4 separate regions of the Sus scrofa genome follow, and all the other regions are linked to region 3. The links are chromatin contacts, called in public Hi-C maps. All regions are on one chromosome and are shown on one strand. Each heading gives the region's core, a stretch centred on a gene start, on an enhancer-like site or on the middle of the called end of the contact. The rest is flanking DNA. Distances are from core to core; before and after follow the strand shown. Region 1 has its middle 70 kb from the start of ACKR3. Region 2 has its middle 53 kb from the start of COPS8. Region 3 has its middle 200 kb from the start of ACKR3. Region 4 has its middle 22 kb from the start of ACKR3.

What was found. Hi-C and Micro-C count contacts between places; a contact is called where the count stands out from the background.
Region 1: a Hi-C map of retroperitoneal adipose tissue shows a contact between it and region 3, with 1.8 times the contacts expected there. The contact joins two enhancer-like sites. A contact is called at or near these places in 2 of 47 Hi-C or Micro-C datasets (liver and retroperitoneal adipose tissue) and 1 of 2 datasets of contacts at active chromatin or transcription factors (skeletal muscle).
Region 2: a Hi-C map of retroperitoneal adipose tissue shows a contact between it and region 3, with 4 times the contacts expected there. The contact joins two enhancer-like sites. A contact is called at or near these places in 2 of 47 Hi-C or Micro-C datasets (embryonic fibroblasts and retroperitoneal adipose tissue).
Region 4: a Hi-C map of retroperitoneal adipose tissue shows a contact between it and region 3, with 1.5 times the contacts expected there. The contact joins two enhancer-like sites. A contact is called at or near these places in 2 of 47 Hi-C or Micro-C datasets (retroperitoneal adipose tissue and skeletal muscle) and 1 of 2 datasets of contacts at active chromatin or transcription factors (skeletal muscle).

The regions. Positions count from the first base shown.
Region 1 is chr15:136,438,813-136,441,578 of Sscrofa11.1, forward strand. No RefSeq gene overlaps it. Among named protein-coding and RNA genes, the nearest start is that of ACKR3, 70 kb to the left of the region's middle. Within about 2 kb of position 1,254, at least 19 of the 83 cell types and tissues checked have an H3K27ac peak or open chromatin away from gene starts, as enhancers often do. A contact at or near this core is called in retroperitoneal adipose tissue, where this site is marked.
Region 2 is chr15:136,774,183-136,777,168 of Sscrofa11.1, forward strand. No RefSeq gene overlaps it. Among named protein-coding and RNA genes, the nearest start is that of COPS8, 53 kb to the right of the region's middle. Within about 2 kb of position 1,424, at least 4 of the 83 cell types and tissues checked have an H3K27ac peak or open chromatin away from gene starts, as enhancers often do. A contact at or near this core is called in retroperitoneal adipose tissue, where this site is marked.
Region 3 is chr15:136,567,613-136,570,378 of Sscrofa11.1, forward strand. No RefSeq gene overlaps it. Among named protein-coding and RNA genes, the nearest start is that of ACKR3, 200 kb to the left of the region's middle. Within about 2 kb of position 1,284, at least 13 of the 83 cell types and tissues checked have an H3K27ac peak or open chromatin away from gene starts, as enhancers often do. A contact at or near this core is called in retroperitoneal adipose tissue, where this site is marked.
Region 4 is chr15:136,391,569-136,394,308 of Sscrofa11.1, forward strand. No RefSeq gene overlaps it. Among named protein-coding and RNA genes, the nearest start is that of ACKR3, 22 kb to the left of the region's middle. Within about 2 kb of position 1,398, at least 27 of the 83 cell types and tissues checked have an H3K27ac peak or open chromatin away from gene starts, as enhancers often do. A contact at or near this core is called in retroperitoneal adipose tissue, where this site is marked.

The DNA.
Region 1 (2,766 bases), core at 4-2,503, 130 kb before region 3:
TGATTGAGGACCTGAGCGTGAGGATGGCAAAGCGAAGGCCACGGTTGAATTTCAGTTTCTGTTCTTTTGTACAATCACAGCACAGTGAGTGCCTTGCGGATGACGTGCTGCTCAGGGCTGGGCTTCCCCCCGCTGGAGGCTCATCCCCACTCGTGTGTGGGGGCGACAGGTGACTAGGAGGAGGGGTCTCAACTGCTGCCGTTTTCATGCGTGTGGCCATTCACGTCTGACTTAGGGAGGCAGAGAGGTCATTTCCCTGGCCTGGGTCCCGTGGCTGCAATCCATCCATTTCCCCTGTACTCAGGGCAAGTGACAAACCTCGGATTCACTTGTGGGACATCAAAACACTGAAAATCAAAACCAGGCACACAGACGGCCGTGCCCACTCCTGGAGGCTCTCCTTCCGCAGGTCTGGGTGTGACCCGAACCCACGTACTTTGTAGAAATATCACGGAGCCGTCTGACGCCTGCGTCGTTTGGAGAATCGCTGGGCCAGAGTGACGTCCCTCAGAGCTCTTCCCAGAGGAGGGGGTGGTTAAGGGGCTTCCCAAACCTTGCTGAGGTTCAGAAAAACAAGGCTGCAGAAATGGACCCAAACCCAAAGCGTGGGTCACGCGCATTCTTCCTGAGTGAGGCTGAGTCACCGCGGAGCTTCTGTTCTTTCCACTTCCATCTGGTCCTTCCAGATGTGGCTGCTCCTCCACCCCAGGGAAGGAATGTTTTCATGCTCGCTGGCCAGCCCCGGGCCTTCCAAAGGGTCATTCGAACCTGAGTGGAGCAGGGAAGGAAAAATAGCCGGTGGAATGACAAATGGGTTTGATTTCAAAGACGTCTGTTTTCAGACGGAGGAAGGGCGGGCTGAGCCCTGACAGCTCCAGCCACTCGGATTTCACAATCAGCCTCCGGGTTTGCGCAAATTGTGCCCTTTCCGAGAAAAAGCCGAAAACCCGACCTAGCAACGTGCTTTTTTGTGTGTTAAACACAAAGCTGATTCTGTTCAAAACATGAGCGTAAACAGCCTTGGAAGTGTCACAGGCTGCGTTTCCTAAGAATTTCTTCTGGATTTTAGACCTGTTTCTTCCATGGTTCCATGCGAGTAAAATTCTGCAGCCCAAACAGTCAACACCCTCAGATCACATTAATTAAGTAGCCAGTTGTTCCCCTGCCCAGCTTCTCAAGCAAACACCCAACAGTGTCTCTCTGGGCCCTTCTTTGGGGAGCCCAGGTCAAGCAAGGTCATTTGGAGAGGACTTGATACGAGCCTGGGGTCCTGTGTCCTGAGGCTCCTGTCCCCCTCTGGGCATTGCTGGCTCCCGAGGCCCTGGAAGGCATATTTCCGGCCACTTGGTCTCTTGAATGACATCGCCCAGCCCACTGGGTCCCTCCAGGCACCATCTTTCATTCTCACTCACCTCCCAAGAAAACCTATAGCCTCTCTTTGCCTCCCCGAGAACGTGGAGCAAAAGGCTTCCCTAACACGGTGACAAGCAGGTGTGGTGGGTTGAACAGGGGGCATCCAAAAAGGTAGGTCCACACCACCCCAGAATCCCCGGGACCTTGGAATATTCATATAATTAAAATAAATACTAATTTACATGTTGACAACAGGTCTTCATAGGTGTCATTAAGTAAGGGATTCAGAGGTGACGAAACCCTTTTAGATGTCCCTTTGACCCTAACTCCAGTGACGAGAGTCCTTGTGAGAGCACAGAAGGGAGACTCAGAGGGGGAGGCAGAGGGTGGAGGGATGTGGCCGCAAGCCAAGGGACACTGGAGGCCACCAGAGGGCGGAGGAGGCAGGGAAGGATCCCCCCACCCCCACCCCGCCAGGGCTCTTGTATGTGGCCTTTGATTTGATTTGAATGCCTTGATTCAGGGCTCTGTCCTCCAAGACTATGGGTTTCTGTGGTTTAAAGCCACCCAGTTTGTGGTCATTTGTTAAGGCAGGCACAAGAAACTAAGACACACACACACACACACACACACACACACACACACACACACAGAGCCTAGGGAAGGAGCAACAAACACAGTGGCAGGACTCAATGGAAGCCTGAGGGCAGCTGAAGAGCAGCTGAGACTTGGGGCAGCAGCACCAGTGCAGGGTGCAGGGAGGGTCTCCTCTGAACCTGCACCTCACACGCCCCAGGACCTCGGTGTCTGCCCCGCAGGCGTCCTCCACCCAGTCTCGGTGGTCTCAGGTCATCGACCCGGAACATCCTGCTCTCGGTTCTGTGCACCGACAGACACCTGTTGCTGGAGGGCAGCTCAGCTGCCCTGCCTGAAGTCCACAGCCCCGCTGGCAGCCCCCTTGGTCCTCCCTGCTGTGGGCCCCTCCCGCTGCCCCAGAGGGTGTCACCTTGTGCCACCAGCTCTGCTGGGTTGTTGTGTCCACCTCTCAGGACCCCGGGCTGCCGGAGAGGCCTGGCTCTGGCACAGGGTCATGCGATCACAGTGTCTCCTTGACTGCATGTTCCCGTCACATGGGCGTGGACTGACCCCTTTAATTTTCACTCCTTGAAATACATTCTGTGAGTCCTTTCTTTACTATTTGGATTAAAAATATTGTTTATATTGAAGTAGAGTTGCTTTCCAATATTATGTCCATTGCAGGTGTACAGCAAAGGGATTCAATTTTATGTATAAATTCTTTTTCAGATTCTTTCCCATTATAGCCTATTAAAAGGTATTAAATATGATTCCCTGTGCTGTACAGTAGGTCCTTGTTATTTATCTGTTAACCCCAAACTCCTAATTTATCCCTCC
Region 2 (2,986 bases), core at 174-2,673, 210 kb after region 3:
AGCCACAGCAACGCCAGGTCTGAGCCACGTCTGTGAGCTACACCACTGCTCATGGCAACACCAGATCCTTAACCCACTGAACGAGGCCAGGGATTGAACCTGCAACTTCATGGCTCCTAGTCGGATTCATTTCTGCTGCGCCATGACAGGAATTCCAGTCTGTATCTATTAACCCCAATCTCCCAGTCCATCCTACTCCCCCCGTCCCCTTGGCAACCACAGGTCTCTTCTCCAAGTCCATGATTTTCTTTTCTGTGGAAAGGTTCATTTGTACCATATATTAGATTCCAGATATAAGTGCTATCATATAGTATTTGTTTTCTCTTTCTGACTTACTTTACTCTGTATGAGAGTCTCTAGTTCCATCCATGTTGCTGCAAATGGCATTATTTTGTTCTTTTTTATGGCTGAGTAGTATTCCATTGTGTATATATACACCACATCTTCCTAATCCAATCATCTGTCGATAGACATTTGGGTTGTTTCCATGTCTTGGCTATTGTGACTAGTGCTGCAATGAACATGTGGATGCATGTGTCTTTTTTAAGTAGAGTTTTGTCTGGACAGATGCCCAAGAGTGGGATTGCTGGGTCATATGGAAGTTCTATGCATAGTTTTCTAAGGTACCTCCATTCTGTTCTCCGTAGTGGCTGTACCAGTTTACATTCCCACCAGCAGTACAGGAGGGTTCCCTTTTCTCCACAACCCCTCCAGTGCTTGTTATTTATGGGCTTATTAATGATGGCCATTCTGACTGGTGTGAGGTGGTATCTCAAGGTAGTTTTGATTTGCATTTCTCTACTAATCAGTGATGTTGAGCATTTTTTCATGTGTTTGTTGGCCATCTGTACATCTTCCTTGGAGAAATGTCTATTCAGGTCTTTGGCCCATTTTGGCTTTTTTGCTGCTGAGTTGTATAAGTTGTTTGTATATTCTAGAGATTAAGGCCTTGTCAGTTGCATCATTTGAAACTATTTTCTCCCATTCTGTAAGTTGTCTTTTTGGTTTCTTTTGCTGTGCAAAAGCTTGTCAGTTTGATTAGGTCCCATTAATTTATTTTTGTTCTTATTTCTGTTGCCTCGGGGGACTGACCTGAGAAAACATTTGTAAGCTTGATGTCAAAGAATGTTTTGCCTATGTTCTCTTCCAGGAGTTTGATGGTGTCTCGTCTTATATTTAAGTCTTTAAGCCGTTTTGAGTTTATTTTGTGCATGGTGTGAGGGTCAGCACCCACTTTCTGAGGACACCCAGGAAGCCCTGAGAAATGAGGACCCACAGTCACCAGACAGGGCAGCTGGATCCACCTGGTGGCCAGTGGGTGACATGCAGGAAGTCCCTTCCAGCTTCATGACCTAGGATGGGCTGAAGCAAAGCTGTCGCCAGCAGTCAGTATTAGTGACTACAAGGGCACACTCAGCTGGGGTGAACTTGATCTTTCCTAAGTCCTTTCGGCATCCTGTGCCTGCTCTGTCCTCAGCTCTTCACAGGTGGGGACGTGGAGGCCCACGGGAGGTCTGGCGGACTGGCCCTAGACACAGAACTGTTGATGGCAGGTGCAGTAAAGACAGAGCTGTCTCCTCACATGAAAGGTGAAATTACTAAAATGACTCAGCACAGAAGCAGCAACCTTGACCACTTTATGATGCAAGGGCCTCAGGCAGGACCATGATGCTGCCGCCCAGAGACACAGGAGAACTGAGCAGGATTCAGGTTCAGGTCTAGAGAGAGCAGGAACCAGAAATGGGTCACAGACAGAAACCTGGGAGGGGGCCTCGGCAGATGCAACGTTCCAGATGCCTCCAAAGATACACACGCTTGTCAATCCAGTGAGAGCGTGGAGTCTCCCTCTGGAAACAGGCACACGCGTGGAAACTTCTGGAGTCTCTGATGCCCTGAAGTGCTCCCTGGACCTCAAACTACCCAGCCCTGAAGATCTGGTTTCTCTGAACGAACTCAGGAATAAGTGAGGTAAGCAGTGACTCTGCTGTAGGCACGCCCACACCTTTTCTTCCTGCTCTTCGAAGCTACTTTCAGGAAGTAACATCCATCACCCCACCTCCCCACCCCAAGCCCCTCCTACCCTGGAGGAAGTCCTCCCTCTCCTGCAGAGTCCAGGGGTCCATCATCTGCATGCCAGCCCTCCTTCCCTTCGAGGGCGTTAGTCCTGACACCGTATCATCACTCCAGCTCGATCCCTGGTTCTGTTTACCTGGGCCTGGGACCTAGGAAACTGTGAGTCCCTGCACACTGGCAGGGACCCGCCTGGCTCCCAGGCCTCCCTCCGGTAGCCAGGGGCTGGCAGCGAGAACCCTGGTAATACCGGGTGGAAGGTGGGAGCCGAGATGGCTCAGGCGCCGATTTTGACTGCTTTGTAATTCTCCACGTGACCAAAAGGCAATTTCTGCTTCAGAACTCAGAGCGAAAGCGATCTTACAAAGGCCTGTTCAGATGACTCAGCATGCAGGGTCTGGTCTAATGAGTCCTTTTGTGAAGTGACTCTGGAATGCGAGGCCCCCTAACCCTCCAGAACTGCACACAAACTCTTGCTTGTTTTGAAAACCAACTGTATTTGCTTCTCATGGCCAAAGTTTTATGGTGACTTTCACAAAAAGTGATTTAATTCCATTGGACCCAGGCCACAGGTCTAAACTGCCTTGTTTAAGGTAATGCCTCCTACCTGAGAGGGAAGAGGGAAGATGAAGATGGGGGAGAATGAGGAGTGCCCACTGTGGCTCAGCGGTAATGAAGCCGAATAGGATCCATGAAGATGCAGGTTCAATCCCTGGCCTTGTTCAGTGGGTTAAGGATCCAGTGTTGCTGTGAGCTGTGGTGTAGGTCACAGATGTGGCCTGTGCCTGTGGCATAGGCTGGCAGCTACACTCCACTTCAACCCCTAGCCTCGGAACTTCCATATGCTGTGGGTGCAGCAGCCCTAAGGGAAAAAAAAAAAAAAGATGGGGGAGAAGGAGACCTCGAAAGGCTCTGA
Region 3 (2,766 bases), core at 34-2,533:
CAACACAGAATTTCTATCTAGAACTGAGGCTCTCATTTCAAGGTTCATCTTCGTGAGCATTCTGAGACTATTTTTCTATTCACACTGTAGGAAAATGGTCCCCACAGAAAACACTGGGCGCTCCCGGTTCTGTCTTGGCGGGTGTGTTGTCTTGGCCTGGTTCCCTCTCCCTCCACCCTCTTTCTGTTCTCACAGCATCCACCGTGTGTCTTTGTTCAAATCTGAATCTCCATGCTGGATGGCTCTCAAGCTGCACCTGGATTCGAGGTGGCTTAGGTGGCCACCGACAGCACAGCTCAGCACATGAGAGTGAACCGAACATCCTTCCTTCACCGAAATGTCCTTCTTTTCCACTGATTCACATTTCGGGGGGGGGGGGACACCATCTGCCCCTGGGAACATTGCTAGCCCTGGGCTGCCCTCCAGAGCCCCCATCCACTCACTCAGAAGCAGCCACTTCTGGGAAGTCAGTACTATTTCGAGAAAATTCCTTGCCTCTGTCCCCCCACCCCCATCACCAGTCTCAATTTATGGCCTCTTTCCCAGCAGAGCGTCTGCTTGCTTCTCTGCCTCTGGCTCCTCTCCCTGTCCTGCCTCTTCCATCATAAGCACCACCAGCTTCCTGAGATCCCAGTACACAGCTTTGATTTTATCACGGAACTGAAAATGTCCAGGTGTACTCCCTCCCTTCCGAGAAAGGCCCAAAGCCCTTCATCTGGTTGCCAGTGTCCTGCTCCTCTGGAAATGGAGGAGATCGAGCAGCCCCCTCACCTCCCAGGGCTGGTGTGAGAAGGCACTTCAGCAACGGCAGATATGTAACAAGTCTGACCAGAAATCCCAAAGGCAGCTGAGCTCCCCGACAGGTTCCCGGTCCCACAGCAACTGTGCTGCTCCATCTGATTCCCCTGGAAGATTAAAGAACACCTTCTAGTCCGCGTTCAAACAAACTGGAAAACAAAACCAAAAAGGCAGTGGGCAAAGCAGTGAGATGACCGCAGCTGTATTTTAGCAAATCCAGGGGGTGGTTTGGGAAGTGAGGGACCAGAGTTCTCAGGTGAACAACAAAATCAATTAGTAAGAACCACGGTGGGTGAGCAATCTGCTTGGCCAAGGTTTTGTGCTACTTTCACCCTGTGGAATGATGCTCTTTGAACCTAGACCCCGGGAGTTAATCTCTGCGGAGCAGAAGGACGGATTTTGTCTACTTAGCAAAACAGGAGACTACATTGTTGGACTGCTGGGCTATTTGCTCTGCAAGGAAGAAATGAAGAAAGGCTTTCATAGCTTAACCACGTTTCTTACTTGTCCTCTTTCCAAATGATCAGTTAGAGTATGTCCTGCAAGTGTGTGAACTGTAAGAAAGCCAAGCTCTTCTCGTGCTCCCTAAGTGGTATTGCCTTTATTTGTTCTTGTGTAAAAACAGATGTGAAGTGCACGGGCTGCTGTAGAAAACATGAGGCAGGAGCAATTGTTTATGGATTTGGGGGCAATAACTTTTTTTCATTTCCCATGTCTGTTACATTATTTATTTCATCATTTTCTAGGAGCTCCAGAGCAAACGTTTCCTGGAATCCATGTAGCTTTAGGATTCTGGGTACAAATACGCTTTATTTGCTAAGGAGTAGAGTCATGCAGTGCTCCAAAGCCAATGGTCAGGAGTCAAAATCACTGCCAGTAAGAACAACTCCCCACAGAAACAGAAATACTGTGCACATTCCCTTGTCACTGATGTAATTGATTGTGAAAGTGACATAATTTTTAAAAATATTGGGGAGTTTTTCAATCCATGCCTTAAGCCACATACTTGATGTCCATGAACACTTATTTGGCCATAGGTATCGTTCAGAGCTTTTTTGACCCTGTCGTTCTGAGATCCGGGCTGTCAGAGCCATAATTTCCATGGAGAAGGTTGGCCGCCAGGATCCAGATTTTCCAGAGAATGTCCACCTCACCCAACCATTGACATAGTCACTCAACAAATACGTTCACAACTCTTGATGGTGACAAGTCACTGAAAAAATGGTGATTTTTTTTTTAAGGAACATGTGGTAATTAAGTGTCAAAACAAATGCAACTGCTTGGCAAAAGCTATTGGCACTCCATGCTCTGAAGAAACAGACCACACGCCTGGGAATGACAGAGGACCAGGGGCAAAAATCTCCCTGTGACCCAGCTGAGAGTGTGGGGGAGATTAGCTCTCACTTGTGGGTGTTAGCAGTGCACCTCTTCGCCTGGGGATCATAGAATGTGTTTCTTCATAAGACGGAGTTAATATGGCTGGAAGGAGTTCTGGGCACCACTCTTGGAGCCTGTGGCCCTTTTTCTGTCACCTACAGTGAGAAATGGACATAGCAGCTAACATTTTAATTCAGTGTTTGTTAGCAGAGTTTGATCAGCTAGAGCCTCAGGTCTTGGGTGGATGGGAAGGAAGAAGGTGCCAGGGTCTCCCTCTCAAAGAACAGGCAGCCCCGAGTAGGCAAACACATCACCTCTGGGACTAATGCCAAGTATCCTTGAGCCATTTGGAAACCAGTTTAGTCAGATGTCTCCAGTGCCCCTGCTGCCTGTTGTCTGTTCTTCTCTGATGCTGCCTGGACCGTTTTGGGCCTTTGTGGGTAATGGGGCCCCTGGGTTAGCACCCTGGGGTCTGGCTGCTCCTGGCTTTCTCTGCTAACAGCTCCATGCAGCAGATTTCTGATGTTGGGGAGCCATCTGGATAAAAACCACCAATAACCCAAAGAATCTTCACCTTGGGTAAGGCTGTAG
Region 4 (2,740 bases), core at 148-2,647, 180 kb before region 3:
GATTCGTTTCTGCTGCACCACAGTGGGATTCCTGCACTTGGTTCTTGCAAACGGGTCTGGGCTGGCAGTAGCCCAGCACCCCACTGGGCCACGCCCACCCTGTCCTTGGTACCTGGGGGCTCAAATTTCTTAGGCTTTTTGGAATTTATGGAAAAAATAGGCTTGTTTGTTACTGATCTCTCCCTCTGCAGGCCCTCTGATTTCTTTACAGTTTGGGAAACGGAAAGTAAATGATGAGTGAGTAATAAGAGTGAATGCGTTTTGATACACATGTGTATACCATAGGCACGTGGGTATTTCTATTTCTTTTTACTTGTCCTCGTAGTAAGGTTTGGGGAACACGTGCCAGATATTCCTTGTTATAATGTATGATTCTGAAATGCAAAACCTTCCCTGCTCACATTTCTTCTGATTGGACCCTGACTGAGACGGGGTGCTCTGGGCTGAGTCACCGCAGTCCACCTGCAGTGTCACACGGGAAGTTCAAGTTCAAGCTGTCTTTGGGGTTTGTCTTCCCTCACCATCTGTAGCCACCCCCATCAGGGCCGTCACCTCAATTCAAACATTTTCTGGGTTCCGTCTGTCGCCTGGTCCCTTACTTGATCTCTGTCCATCCAGCTCACACTTCACACAAATGTCAGAGTCCTTCTTCCAAATGTCCTGCACCTCCAGGGACCCCTGCTCCCCAGCTTCTGGACCTCCTGGGCCAGGGAATGGGCCCAGAGGGAGGGTGGGCGGAGGGGAGGACAGGCTGTCCCTTCCTCCCTCACTCTGCTCTGGTCAGTGTCTCCAACCTCGGCTACATCATCTCTGCGATCCTGATTCCCCTGGAGGTGCCCGGTCACAGCCCCTCCTCCCAGGGAGCCTTGGCCTTGGCTCGAGGAACCCACCTCCACCCCGTCCCCCTCCTCAGACCACCATGCCAATCTCCGGGCGGCCTCCAGTTCCTCTAATGGCTCTTCAGCACCTTTGGTGACATTTACCAAGACCCATGTACCACCTTTTCTCTACTCAACCCAAGGCCAGGGGCTCCTTGTTCCTGGCCGGACTGTGAACCAAGGAGTCCTTTCCTTGAACTTGACAAAGTCTCCCACCAAGGACATTCGATTCCCACCCATCACTCCCACGCCCTTGCACTTGATAGTTTTCTTTTCTGCATTTTAGTAAATGCCAATACTTGTCACTTGCATGGGTGGAACTCTGCCGTATGTCTGATGCTGCCCAGGGAGACTCCTGAGACCAAAATAGCTCCTCTCTAGCGCTCCGGGGTTAACCTCCTGCCCGATGGTGACCGGAGGACATGGTATTCACAGAAGGTACCAGTTCTGTAGGGCGGCCACTGGCAAGCAGGCTGGAGAAGGAAACACAGCCCAGAGGCTAAGGAGGGTGGGTGACTCACGGGTGTGGAATTCCATCGGTCAGGCCACAGTGGTCAGTGAGTAATTAGGTGTGGTCACTGGTAGCCTGCCTGGAGGGTGACTTAATCAATCTGTCATTTCTGGGCTGCTCAGGCTCAGTTATGGTGGGGACACTGCCCATTTATCTTCCCGGTTTGAGTCCCTGTTGGGTGAAACAAATCATGAGGAGGTCAGCCTCGTCATCGCCCTTTTTGGGACCAAACCCCAAGGCCCCAGGCTCTTGGCTGGCAGATTACAGACTCTGCCTCTCAGAGGCCAGGCTCTGGGGTTCAGGCCAGCACTTGTTTTGCCGAGAAGAAAGAGACACAACCAGGGCAAGTGTCTTGGTTGAGGTTTGAAGGCTTGTCCTTGGGGAAGCGGATTGCAGCCCAGTTAAGGGGCAGGCAGCGTTGGCTGGCTCTGCCGACACAGGATCTAGCATGAGCGTGGGGGTGTGAAGGGAAGGCTAGCACTCAGTGTCCCAGCAGCCTCTCTCCAGGGGTGCCCAGCCCAGCCAGAGCCCCTATGCTCCCTGAGAAAAGGGGGTTCTGTAGTCACACAGGCTTGGGAAGAGCCACCTTGCAAGGTGGGAAGGGCACCTGCATCCTGGCATATCCAAAGCTTGGGCCCTGGAGCTGGTTTCACCTGCAGGTCTCACATGCAACGCAGCAGGGTTTCTAGCCCTGCAACAAGGAGACTCCCTGGGAAGATCTGAAACAAAAACAACTCCTGGGGTCCACCCATGGGTGCTTTGGTTTAGGAATTCCAGGGTGGACCCCACCCTCCACACTTCTTAACACCTCCCAGGTCCTTCTGATGACCAGCAGGTTATACGACCAGAGAAGCATTTTAGTGGCTTCAGAGCCCATCCAATTTTTCTTTGTCTCATTTTAAGTCTCAGCATCCCCGAGGCAGAGAGGAGAGGTCAGGGGTGGTGTGAGGCTGTCTAAGACCCAATCTGAGAGTGAACATCTTGCAAAACACTGTCTCAGGAGAGACTCAGATGGAGCACATCATGTCTTTCAAGGGCCAGAGAGAAAGCCCTTGGCTGCTGGGAAAGTAACTTGACCTGAGTGGCTTGCACTGGGATTGTGAGATTGCACCAAAATTAGGAGACGGTGCTGAGACTGAACCGCTAAGTCAGTCACTCTCCCTTTGGGAAGCAGGGGGAGAAGACCGTCTCCTCCAGAAATGTTTACGCATCCCCGGCTCGCACAATAGCCAGGCAAGGGCTTCCAGGGCATCTCTACCCACCCTGGGAAATGCGTTCCCATCAGCTAGAAAGATCAAGTTGGAGGAGACATCCGAGAAGTGCATGGACCCCTTTAGAACCACTTCAGAAG